Linked DNA regions of Sus scrofa: regions 1, 2 and 4 are each linked to region 3. Evidence: chromatin contacts called from public HiChIP or PLAC-seq and promoter capture Hi-C data. All regions are on one chromosome and are shown on one strand. Each heading gives the region's core, a stretch centred on a gene start, on an enhancer-like site or on the middle of the called end of the contact. The rest is flanking DNA. Distances are from core to core; before and after follow the strand shown. Region 1 holds the start of EVA1B (protein eva-1 homolog B). Region 2 holds the start of STK40 (serine/threonine-protein kinase 40). Region 3 holds the start of ZC3H12A (endoribonuclease ZC3H12A). Region 4 holds the start of MAP7D1 (MAP7 domain-containing protein 1).

Region 1 (2,700 bases), core at 112-2,611, 1.1 Mb before region 3:
CAGCGTGCCGGTGCCCAGCAGATCGGGCTGTCCGGTGCGCCAGATTTCCCGCAGGATCCGTTCCCGCTCCTCCAGCCGCTGTGCCCGCTCCAGCTCCTCCGCGGATGTGAAGACGTTGACGCTCAGGGGCCCGTCGGGCTCCGCGGAGAGCTCCGGGCCAGGCAGCGTGTCGTCAGGGCCCAGCCGCGTCACCGTGTCCTCGTCGTCGTCGTCGTCGTCATCGTCCTCAGCCTCTAGGGTGCTGCTGCGAGGGTCGCGGCGAGGAGCGGGGCCTCGGGGCCGCGGGCGCGGGGCGCAGGAGATGCTGATGACTAGTAGGCACAGGGTGAGCAGCAGGCCAAAGCAGACGCCCAGCACGAAGTAGAGGCCAAAGCTCTCAGGGTTGGCTAGGGGTCAGAGTACAGAAGTCATGGAGGGGCCCTGGAGAGTGGGAGTCATCCCATCTGGAAAGACTCCAGGTTCTAAGTTTGGGAGCAAGGACAGAATCCCCTATTTGGAGGACCTTAGGTAGCCGCCATCGGGCAGTAGGGGGGTGGGGTGGGGAGTGAGGATGGGGGAGGTGCGGCGTAGGTGACTGGCTAAGGGGGGGTTCTAAAGAGAGGGGAGGGAGGAGGGGAGGGGTTGGGTGAACTGGGGCCGAAGGAGGCAGGGAGGGACCCTGTCCCGGGGCCTGCCCTCACCGCGGATGTGCGCGTAGGCCGCCAGGCTGTTGCTGAGCAACTCCATGTCCCTTCGGGGGGCATCCATGCTGCTTTGGGAGCGCGGCTCCCCTGTCAGCCTGCGAGGTCGGCAAGGTCAGATCCTTCTCCCCCTCTAGAGCCGACCCCGACCCCGCTTCCTCCTCGGGGCAGCTCCGCTCCCTGGAAGGGCAGCCCCAGCCGGTTAGCTTCCACCCTGGAGAAAGCGGCTTCCTAACTCCGTTGCAGACCTGGGCCCTGGCTGGGGGGATCCTTCCTCCGGGCGTGCGCGCCCCAACACGCTGCTTGTCGAGGGAGTGGGCCGCAGGAGGCTCCGTCCCAGGTGGGATCCCCAAACGAGGCCCGCTTTCGCAGTCCAGGAAGCAGGATGCAGGAGACAGACGCGGGAGCCTTCCCCGCTCCCTGGGCGGGCTCCACGGAGCGAAGTCGCCTCCCTCTCCCACCAAGCCCGCCCCGCGGAGATCCCCCAGCCCGGAGGCCCGGGCTCACTCACCGTCAGCGCCGCCCCGCTGCCCGGCCCCGGCGCGTCCGGAGGCCGCAGACACCCGGGGCCCGGCCGCTCCCGCCCCGTCCGGTCCCGTCCGCCCGGCTCAGCTCCCAGGCCGCGGCAGCGCGGGCCGGACACGGGCCAATGGACCAGCCGGCGGAAAGTTTCCTCCGAGGAAAGAGGAGGGACAGGGCGGGGCGGGGCAGGGGGAGGCGGGGAGGAAAAGGGCTGGGAGAGGAAGGGGAGAGGAGGGTGACTGGGGGGGGGGTGCGGCGGCGAGGCCTGAGGGGCCGTCTGCTTCCCCCACAGGAAACCGCTGGGGAGGCCGGTTGCAGGGGCCCGCCCCCAGGCTACTAATAACAACAATAATATTAATGGGCATGGAGTTTTGCCTAGGTGCCAGGCAGTGGGCTAAACCCTTTACTATATATACATATAGTGTGTGTGTGTATATATGTGTGTGTGTATATATAGAGTCTTTTTAGGGGTGAACGTGCAGCATATGGAAGTTCCCAGACTAGGAGTGGAATCAGAGCTGCAGCTGCCAGCCTGCAACACAGCCACAGCGCTGAGGGATCCCAGCAGCATCTGAAACCTACACCACATCTCACTGCAACGCTGGATTCTTAACCCACTGAGCGAGGCCATGGATCAAATCCGCATCAAGGATACTAGCTGGGTTCCTTACCGCTGAACTACAAGGGGAACTCCTACAATATATATATATATTTTTTCACTTAATCCTTATAACAACCCTATAATATAGGGACCATTATTCCCACTTGGCAGATGAGACAATTGAGTCATGGAGAGACTGAATAACTTTCCCTAACTGGTCAGGATTTAAACCCACTGTTCTCTGACCCTGGGCTCTTAACCCCTTCCCTCAGGAGGCCTCCTGACCCAGGGAAGATTGCCCCTTTCTGCAGCTCAGGTGCCAGCCCTCCCCGCTGAGGCTCAGACACAGCCCAGGGCCAGGCTCTCATCCCCTCCTCCCAGAGCCCCGGTGGTGAGTGTGTCCAGCTGGCCCAGCTCTGGTCACGCAGGGTTAATGAATGTTGGACTCTGGCTTCAAGCCAGGTCCAGGCCAGCCTTGCAGAACCCAGCTCGGGGCCCCTGCTGGCCCCTGTGCTCTTCTGCACCAGATCGAGGGGCAGAGGTATGTTTGGCTCCTGGTTAAACCTGCTTGTGCACGTGCACATTTCCACCTGGGCTCAGGGCTTGTGCCTGCAATGTCTGTGTGATCAGCGTGCAGCCCGGGTCTTCTTCCTGCCGAGACTCCCAGGCCCCCCCTTTTGGGCCCCCCTTCCTGTGCTGGGCTGGGGTGAGGGGGAGGCCTTCTTGGCGGGAGTCTTAGAGAGGAGGAGGGAAGGAAGGGGGAGAGGAAATTGCAGACATAGCTGAAGGCACAGCCTGAGGCCTGTGGGCCAGTGACCCCCCTCTCCGTCCAGGCTGGAGACCCCCACTCCCAGTCCTGAGAGTGGGTTCAAGCAGAGGGCAGATCTGGTTGGGGAA
Region 2 (2,703 bases), core at 190-2,689, 1.1 Mb before region 3:
GTGGGAATGGGCGGGCCTGATAAGGCATGGCAGGTGAAACAGTGACCATAGCAGCAGGCTCTCTCCTTGGAAAAGGCTAACCAAACGTAGCACCGGCAAGCACAGGTAGCTCAGACTCGCACCTGTATGCCGCCCGGAATTCGAAAATTCCCCAATAGCGATGGTGCCCGTGCCAGCGGGTTAGGGTTCCTGGAGGAAGCCCTGGCTGGTCCTCCCTGGGGACTCGTTCCAACTTCCAAGTCACTCTCGGGATCAGGAGGGCAGCATGGAGAGGCAGAGGGCGTCTTTTGGGAAAAATCTGGCTGGTTCAAATCCGGCACCTTCACTGACTGGCGGAGTGACTCCGGACTAGGCTGGCAGTGCCACCTCCCAGGGTTGCGGGGGGACCGAGACTCTCCACAGCCGTCCGGTACTCGGCACCCGGGAAGGGCAGACCCGGTAGAGGACCGGGTATTCGCTGTTGCCGTTTCTGTTGCAGCCGGACAGCCTCAGGCTGTCACCCTGGTCCCCGCGCCACAGCCCCCGAGGCCCGCCCCGCCAACCTGCACCCCCCCCCCGGCGCCCGACTCCCCGCTCCAGAGCCCCTCTCTCACCTTCCCCCGGTGCTCAGCGCTACTCGCCCATAGTCCGTAGCCCGGAGCCGGGGCTGCTCGGCGCTCCGTCCCGGGGGGCCGGGGCCGGGCCGGGGGCGTGGGAGCCGCTCACCGTCGCCTCTCAGCACAGCAGCCCCATCCGCCACCACCGCCGCCGCCTCCCTCCATGGCTGCGGCGCCGCCACCTGACAACGGAAGTGACGCACCGCCCCCTCCTCCCGGGCCGAGCCACAGCCCCGCCCCTCGCTGGTGTCTACCGCCCAAGGCGCAGGGATTGGGCGCCATCTTGACGATGGGCGGAAGCCTTCAGGCAAGAGGCCAGAATCCGACGGAGGATTGGTTAAGGGCGGGGCCCTGGCCGAAACCTGGGGAACGATTGGAGGCCTAGACTCTAAGGGGCGGTACTTACCGCTTATCTATGTCAGCTGTGAGCCAGGCCAGGAGGCACCGCTCCCGCCCCGACTTCACTGAGCCTCTGGTGCCCTACACTTGCCCTCCCGGGCTTGGAGACGTGTCCAGCAGTCTGAAGATCGGCCAGCTGTAGTGTATTTATCAAAAAAGTGATTCTTCCTTGACCCCCATTTCTCGGTTTCTGGAGTCCTGAGCGGAGAGCGCTGCCGTGAGGTTCAATCAATGACTGGAATTCCTGTCGCAGCCCTCACAATTCATTTCCCTCTGGGCCCCTCGGTTTTTTAGAAACCCCGCTTCAATCTGAAGATCTCTGGAGTCTTGACCAAGGAGGTTTACAGTAAAGAGTTCCTATTAGCTATTCCAGCCACCTAACCTCAGCCCCTCCTGCAGCAGTTTCGGTCCCTTTCTCCTCCTCCTCCAGCAACCACGCCCTCCATGAATCAGCTTCTTGCACCAGCAGATGAGCCCTTTAAAGGGATTGCATCAGGCTGGTGACTCACTGCGGCCCTTTGAGAGCCTGGCTTCCCTCTGCTGGTTTGCAGAAGCAGCTAAAAGGGCTCCGTCGCAGCAGCACTAGCGACCAGGGCTCTATTCCTTTGTCTCCGAGGTGTGAGCCAGGGTGTTTGCCGCGTCTGACTGTTGCGTCTGACTGTTTAACTCCGGGGGTGTCATTCTGTATCCCTGTGTGGGCACACGTGTTCAATCCTGTGTGCATTGCTGCGTTTCCCTAGGGTGTGTGGCTGGCACTTATCTGTCATTGCCTACACAGGCAGTACTAGGACGGGAGAGTTGGTGTGAGTCTGGCTACTTCCTCCTGTGTCCATCTCTTTGTCTCTGAGTGCCTGGTGCACGCTGAGCTGACAGGGCTGAATAACAATAATAAAGAGAGCTCCCACTGTGCTGTCACATACTATGTTAAGCACTTTAGAGACATCAGCCATTAAGGGTCTGTGAATAGATGGAGAAGCTTGAGCTCCAAGAGGGAAAGTAACCTGTCCAAAGACACACAGCTAATAACGGCAGGGCTGTGATTTGAACCAAGACTGGCAGATGCCGAAAAGTTTGGATTTGAGTCCTTGCTGTATCCCTTACAAGGTGAGTGACTGTGTGCAAGTTCTCTAACCTTCTCTGTCAAAGTAGAGGTAACATTTGGTGGGATCAAGTGGGTTAAGAATCTGACTGCAGTCGCTCAGGTCGCTGTGGAGGCTTGGGTTTGATCCCCAGCCTGGTGCAGTAGGTTAAACGACCCAGCAGCTGAAGCCTGGATTCATTCCCGGCCTGGGAACTTCTGTATGCTGCAGGTGAGGCCATTTAAAAAAAAAAAAAAAGAATGCTCATAGTTACTGAGCAGTGGAAGGCTGAAAGTCAAGTACAAGGAAGCCTGGCCCAGCCTGGCCCCGCAAGCTCCTCTCTCTGACAAAGGGAAAAGCCTAGGGATTCCGGAAGCCCTGACTCTGACAGGAATGAGTGTTGGGTTTTCCAGAGCTCTAATTATCAGCTAGATGAATCACTTGGAGCTGACACCACCATCCCACCCCCAAGAGGCTCTCAGCAGATTCAAAATAGAGAATTTTAACAAAGAGGAGGAAGAGAAAGAGGAGAGTAGAAGAGGTAATGAATAGAAAGGAAAGGTGCCAGTCAGAGGAAATGAAAAATTGTCACCAGGACACCAACATGAGACCTCTCTCTCTCTCTCTCT
Region 3 (2,700 bases), core at 190-2,689:
CCCCCAGCCCTGCTGGCTCCCACTGGCACAGTGCTGGGTAGCACGGGGCCAGGGATTACAGGCGGAGTCCCAGCCCGGCCCTGGCCCCGGAGGCGGTCCAAGCAGGCAATCACAATCCAGCACGTAGGGACACAGGCAGGGTGCTGTGGGAGCACTAAGGAGGAAGCAACTCAGCACCAAAGGAGTCTGGGCAGGCCTCACAGAGGAGGTGACATCATCCAAAAGAGGAACAGAATTGGCCAGGCAGCTGTAGCCAGGGAAGAAGGGGAGAGCACTCCTGGGCCGAGGAGGAGAGATGCAAAGGCACGGAAGTGTCTGCAAGGCGTTGGCACCGTGCCTGCCGCCCAGTGAGTCCTCCATAAATGCGAGGCATTATCGCTGTGGTTGACTATCATCATTATGCTGATTAATCTGGACTCATTTAATATTCTTACTATCTTAAAGGGAGTTACTACACATGAGCACATGTCTAAATATACAGCACTTTTCACTGAACTTTTCTCAACTCTAAAAGTGGCCCTTGTGTGAAGATTAAGGCTACCGGCACACACAGTGCTCAGCAGGAGTGGTGGGGAGCACAGAGAGGAGCCCAGCCCTGGATGTGATCTGGGGGAAGGCTTGTTTTCTCTCTCTCCTGGAGGCCAGCTCCTGGGGTTGCTGTGCCTGGGGGGCACTGACGTGGAGATCCTTCGGGGTCTTTAAAGATGACCAGGCAACAAAGCAGGGAGTTAGCTAGGTGGGGTCACTGGTGATTTCAAAAGTGACATAGGTGGCACCTGGTGCCATGGAACTGGAGCTCCTGGTGCTGCTTGCAAGTCTTTCCAGCTGGGACAAGGCAGGTTGTACCTGCCTTTCTATCCCAGCAAGGTCCTTATTTCAGAAAAAAAAAAAAAAAAAATGTACTTGGCCCTGGGTGGGGCCCCACTTCTGTGTACCTGCTCCAGTCACGGTTACCTGTTGAGTCTTCCTGTCTCAATGAGAAAGGTGCCCGCCTGGGTGTACCTGTCTTTATAACCATGGCTCTGCCTCCCGTGGTGTGTGGACCAACCTTTGTGCACTTGATTCACTCGATGCACCCCAGACTGTACCTTCCGCATACTTAAGTCTGAACGACCGCAGCTATACCTGTGTTGTACTGCCGTACTCTCGGTCAGCCCGCGCCAGACTCGGATCGCTTACCTGGTCCAACCTGGGCTTACCTTATGCCTGTTGGCCGTACACTCCTGCCCTGCAGATCGCGCCGCCCCGGGGGCGCCTCGAGGCTCAAATAAGGGGCTGCGAACGGCGACCGCTGACCACATTCCTGGCCGGGCAGAGCGCGCTCCGGCTGCGGGGGCGGGGCCGGAGGCCAGGGCGGGGCGGGGCGGCGCAGGGGGCGGAGCAGGAAGGGGCGGTGGCCGCTCCGCCCCCTGCCGCTCGGGCCGGCTCTCGCCTCCCCTGCCCAGCTTCCGCGTCACGGTCCCGAACGCCACCTGCCCGCCCACCCGCCCGGTATAAAGGCGCCGCCGGCCTAGCCTCCGGGACTCGGCCCCATGGAGACGCCGCCCGCCGCGGCCGGCGCACGGTGGGGTGAGGCGCGCGCGCGCGCGCGCGGCGGGGGCGCGGACCTCGGGGCGGGCGGAGGGGGGGTGGGGTGGGCGCAGGCTGGGACTGACCGGAGCCGGAGGGACGTGGGGCCTGTCCCCTCCGGCCTCGCCGGTCCTCGGGACCGCTTCCAACTTAGCCCAAGTTGGGGGATCCTGGGAGTAGGAAGACCGAAGTCTGGAGGGGGAGCCGAGCGAGAGGCTCTGGGCCGGGACAGCCTCCGCGTCACCGAGCCCGGAGGCCAACCAGAGTTTCCCGGCAACTTTTCTCGCTGGTGGTGGGTCGCCCCGGAAACTTCCCCTCCCCCGGTCCGGGCGTCTGGCCACTGGCCCTCCGCCTCCTGAGCCTGGGTTCCAAGCACGCGGCAGACGGACTGGAGAAGACGATGGTTGATGGTTTCGACGGGGAACCCCCGCCCCCCTTCTAGCGCACTTGCAACCCAGCGGGTTTCCATCTGAAAACCCCGCCCCGCGGCTGTGGGGGCGCGGCGAGGCCCTCGAAGGCCACCCGCGACTTCTGGGTCCCTGAGTTTGTCGAGGAGGGGGAGGGCTGAGGGTAGAGGGGGAGGAGTAATCAGACTGCCTAAGTTCAAATCCTTGCCCCACCCGCTAACAGCTGGATGACCTTGAGCAAGTTCTTACTGTCTGTGGCTCAGTTTCATCCTTTATGTAATGGGACTTGAGGATCCCTCCCTGGGAGGGCTTTTGGAGGAATAACAGAGGTAACACCCCCAAATGGCTTTTCATACTGCCCCTAGTGTGGCCTCATCCTCTTGGATGGGGTGGGAGTTGGAGAGAATCATTCCCCGTCCCTAACTTTTGTGCTTGTCCTCCAGGAGCTGTGACAAGTGCCTTTCACCAGTCTGAGCTGTGAGTGGCCAGTGGAAAGAGGCCCACCCGGCCCCACCATGAATCTGTGGGAACTTGAAGACCACAAAAGCTGCCGAGAGACCCCAAGGCCGGCCCAGGAGCCCACTGCCGAGGAGGTGATGACCACGGAGCTACAGATGAAGGTTGACTTCTTCCGGAAGCTGGGCTACTCCTCTGCCGAGATCCACAGTGTCCTGCAGAAGCTGGGGGTCCAGGCAGACACCAACACAGTGCTGGGCGAGCTGGT
Region 4 (2,700 bases), core at 89-2,588, 1.2 Mb before region 3:
CTGGGGGTGGTCCCGTGCCTTGCAGAATGTTAACAACCCTGGTGACTAAGTACTAGATACCAGTAACACCCCTAGTTACGACAACCACAAATGCCTCTAAATATTGCCAAATGTCCCTGGGGAGCAAAACTGCCTCTAGTTAAGAACCACTGAGTAGGCTAATACCCTACACTGTCTCTTTGCGGGAGCTCCTCAAAGTCAATCCCCCACCATTAGACACAATGGAGGATTTCCAGTTCTAAAGCCAATCCTTCCCCTTCCGAAGAACCTTCAGCAGCTCCCCAAGACCTCCACTGTATAGATCATGATGCCAATTGGCATTCAAATCCTCCTACATAGGCCATCCCTGGCCTATCCTTTCATTTTCAGCCATCCTTCCCCCCTCCGCTGCCCTGGAGCTCTAGCTAATGAGGGTACCTCACTATTCTCACCTATATATGTCTTTGTCCCTGCAACAGTCTCAAGATTGTGTATGGGGGTGAGGGAGAACCATCCCGGAAGGCCCTTCCCCTGTTGGATTCTGTTCCTGAATTCTGAGTCTAGTCACTGCCTGGGTCGGGGTGGGCAGGTTCAGCTCTGGAAGATGCAGGCCCTGAGGCCTCTGACCTCCCAAAGGTCAGTCCTGGGCTCCCTCATCCACAGGGTGACCTCACAAAGGACAGTCCTGGGCTCCATCATCCCCCTGGGGATCTTTATTGTCAGATAGGATGGCTGGCAATAAAGATGGGGGATCTGCTTCTCATCTTAATGCACTTGTATTTTTGAAGCTCATCATCATCACCACCCTTATTTATTCCTATACGCCAGGCTCAGTACTAAGCACTTCATCTGCGTTGCCTTAATCACCTTTACATCGACCCCATGTTCCCTCAATATAATTATCTTCCTGATTTTATGTGAGCAAACTGGGTTTCAGAAAAGTTAAGACAGTAGCTTAAGATGACCAGCTCTAGTTGCAGGCTTTCTATCATTATCCTTTGCTAATGTTTTCGGACTGGGGAAGGTAGTATTTTCCCTCCAGGGCCCTCCCAAGAAGGGTCGGGCCCCCAACTACTCATTCCTCCCAGGACAGTCAGCTCCCAGGTGGCCTGAGACTCAGACTCTTTTGTTCCCAACCCTCCGCCTTGAAATGGCTGCTCTCTGGAGCTGCTCAAAGGAGGCACTGGCGGGAAAGGGGAGGGGGACAGAGGACAGCATATCGCTGGGCCTAATCTTTGGGCAACGGAGAACCAGACAACTGACCTTCTGGAGGTCAGGACAAAGGGCAGGGATGGGGTGGCCAGGGCCCAGCTGCGCCTCCTCCTTCCTCCCCTCTGTCAATCCCTGCAGCACCATCATCGATCCACCTTCCCAGCAAGCTCCCAGCTCTCTGCTCAAGCTGGGCCTGACTCGGCTTGAGGCCCCACCTCAGCTGGCACTAGCAAGGGGATTGGGGGATCGATTCCCCAGGCCTGGGAAATAGGACTACTTTGGGGGAGGGGAGTCAGAAGGGACTTATTGCCTCCTTCCACAGGACACAGGGGAGAAAAATCCTTTCGGAGAACCTGGAGGGGTCCTCTGATGGGGCTGGGGGTGGTTCAGAGCCTGGACCACCCAGTTTGGAGCCGGGAGAGACCCAGAAGATTAGAGACTTGGGTAAAGCAGTGGTGCAGGTCTGTAATTACCCCAGAGGAGCAGGGAAGACACCAACTGTGGGATGATGGAGGAAGGGCAGGCGTAAAGGTTCCCGGGCCTCTCCCCACCCCAGCCATCACCGGGGGAGAGAAAGCATAGCCCTTTTAGGGAGCTTCTTGTGACCCTCCTTCAGGTCTCCCCACGTTCCCAGGTGAATTTATTGGAGGTGGGCTTGGGAGAGAATGTAGACTGGAAGCTGCCGCTGAGATCCCCAGAACCGGAGCTCCCAGGCTCCAGGGTGGGATTGGGGGTTCCCATCCCGGCTCCCCCCTACTCCCCTCAGTCCCAGCGGCGGGTGAGTCACCAAAGCGCTCCCTACATAGTCGGCTCACGCTGCGGCGCATACCAACGCGCGGCCGCGGGGGAGGCAGCTGGACGGGCGTTCTCCGGGTGTCGTGGCGTCCCCTCCACCGCAGCCCGCATTAGAGGCGTCCCCAGGCTCGAGGTCCCGCGCCCCAGGACGGGGGCGGGGCGCGCGCGCGGCCGCTCAGTGCTCCGGCGCTGCGGGGGCGGCTCTCCCCGCGTCGCACTTGGTACGCGCCGGCGGGGAGGCCAGGCCCAGCCCGGGCGGTACAATAGGGTTGGGCCGCGGCCGGGACTGGGCCGGCGACTGGCAAGGAGCAGAATCGCGGCCGGAGCCGGCAGACACTGGGCGGCCGGCGAGTCCGAGCCCGCAGGCCACCAGCCGAGTCAGCCTCGACCTTCTCCGGAGCTCCCTCCACCTCCGAATCGTTGCCCGCCGGGCCGGGCCGGGCGTGATGCGCCGCGGGACCCCTATCTTGGCCGCCGGCCGCCGCCGCCGTCGCCGCTGAGACCCCCGAGATACCCCCCCAGCCGTAACGCCGCAGCCATGGAGAGCGGCTCGCGTTCGGAGCCGGGTGCCGGCGCACCCCCAGGTATGCCAGAGGATAGATGGGAGAGGGGCATCTAGGGGCCTCGGGAAGGCCGAGGATGAGGCCGGCCCGCTCAGCGGGGACCCCTCCCTCGCCGCGCCCTCTGACCACTTGGAAGTTTAAAAATAAAGGC

The links. Promoter capture Hi-C pulls out the DNA fragments that hold promoters and counts their contacts. HiChIP or PLAC-seq counts read pairs in DNA pulled down with a chosen protein or histone mark.
Region 1: a promoter capture Hi-C map of liver shows a contact between it and region 3, with 5 times the contacts expected there. The contact joins the promoter of EVA1B here to the promoter of ZC3H12A in region 3. A contact is called at or near these places in 1 of 5 promoter capture datasets (liver) and 1 of 2 datasets of contacts at active chromatin or transcription factors (alveolar macrophages).
Region 2: a contact with region 3 is called in a promoter capture Hi-C map of liver, with 7 times the contacts expected there. The contact joins the promoter of STK40 here to the promoter of ZC3H12A in region 3. A contact is called at or near these places in 1 of 5 promoter capture datasets (liver) and 1 of 2 datasets of contacts at active chromatin or transcription factors (alveolar macrophages).
Region 4: a contact with region 3 is called in an H3K27ac HiChIP or PLAC-seq map of alveolar macrophages. The contact joins the promoter of MAP7D1 here to the promoter of ZC3H12A in region 3. A contact is called at or near these places in 1 of 5 promoter capture datasets (liver), 1 of 47 Hi-C or Micro-C datasets (embryonic fibroblasts) and 1 of 2 datasets of contacts at active chromatin or transcription factors (alveolar macrophages).

What each region holds. Positions count from the first base shown.
Region 1 is chr6:92,430,803-92,433,502 of Sscrofa11.1, forward strand. It overlaps EVA1B (protein eva-1 homolog B), which reads right to left and starts at 1,362. Exons shown (of 3, transcript XM_021095937.1): 1 at 1,192-1,362; 2 at 681-778; 3 at 1-386. The coding sequence starts at 747. LOC106508711 (a long non-coding RNA gene) reads left to right here and starts at 1,866. Exons shown (of 3, transcript XR_001305726.2): 1 at 1,866-2,700.
Region 2 is chr6:92,482,924-92,485,626 of Sscrofa11.1, forward strand. STK40 (serine/threonine-protein kinase 40) reads right to left here and starts at 1,440. Exons shown (of 11, transcript XM_021095940.1): 1 at 1,003-1,440.
Region 3 is chr6:93,539,895-93,542,594 of Sscrofa11.1, forward strand. It overlaps ZC3H12A (endoribonuclease ZC3H12A), which reads left to right and starts at 1,440. Exons shown (of 6, transcript XM_021095963.1): 1 at 1,440-1,564; 2 at 2,420-2,700. The coding sequence starts at 2,492.
Region 4 is chr6:92,296,654-92,299,353 of Sscrofa11.1, forward strand. MAP7D1 (MAP7 domain-containing protein 1) reads left to right here and starts at 1,339. Exons shown (of 18, transcript XM_021095927.1): 1 at 1,339-2,570. The coding sequence starts at 2,525.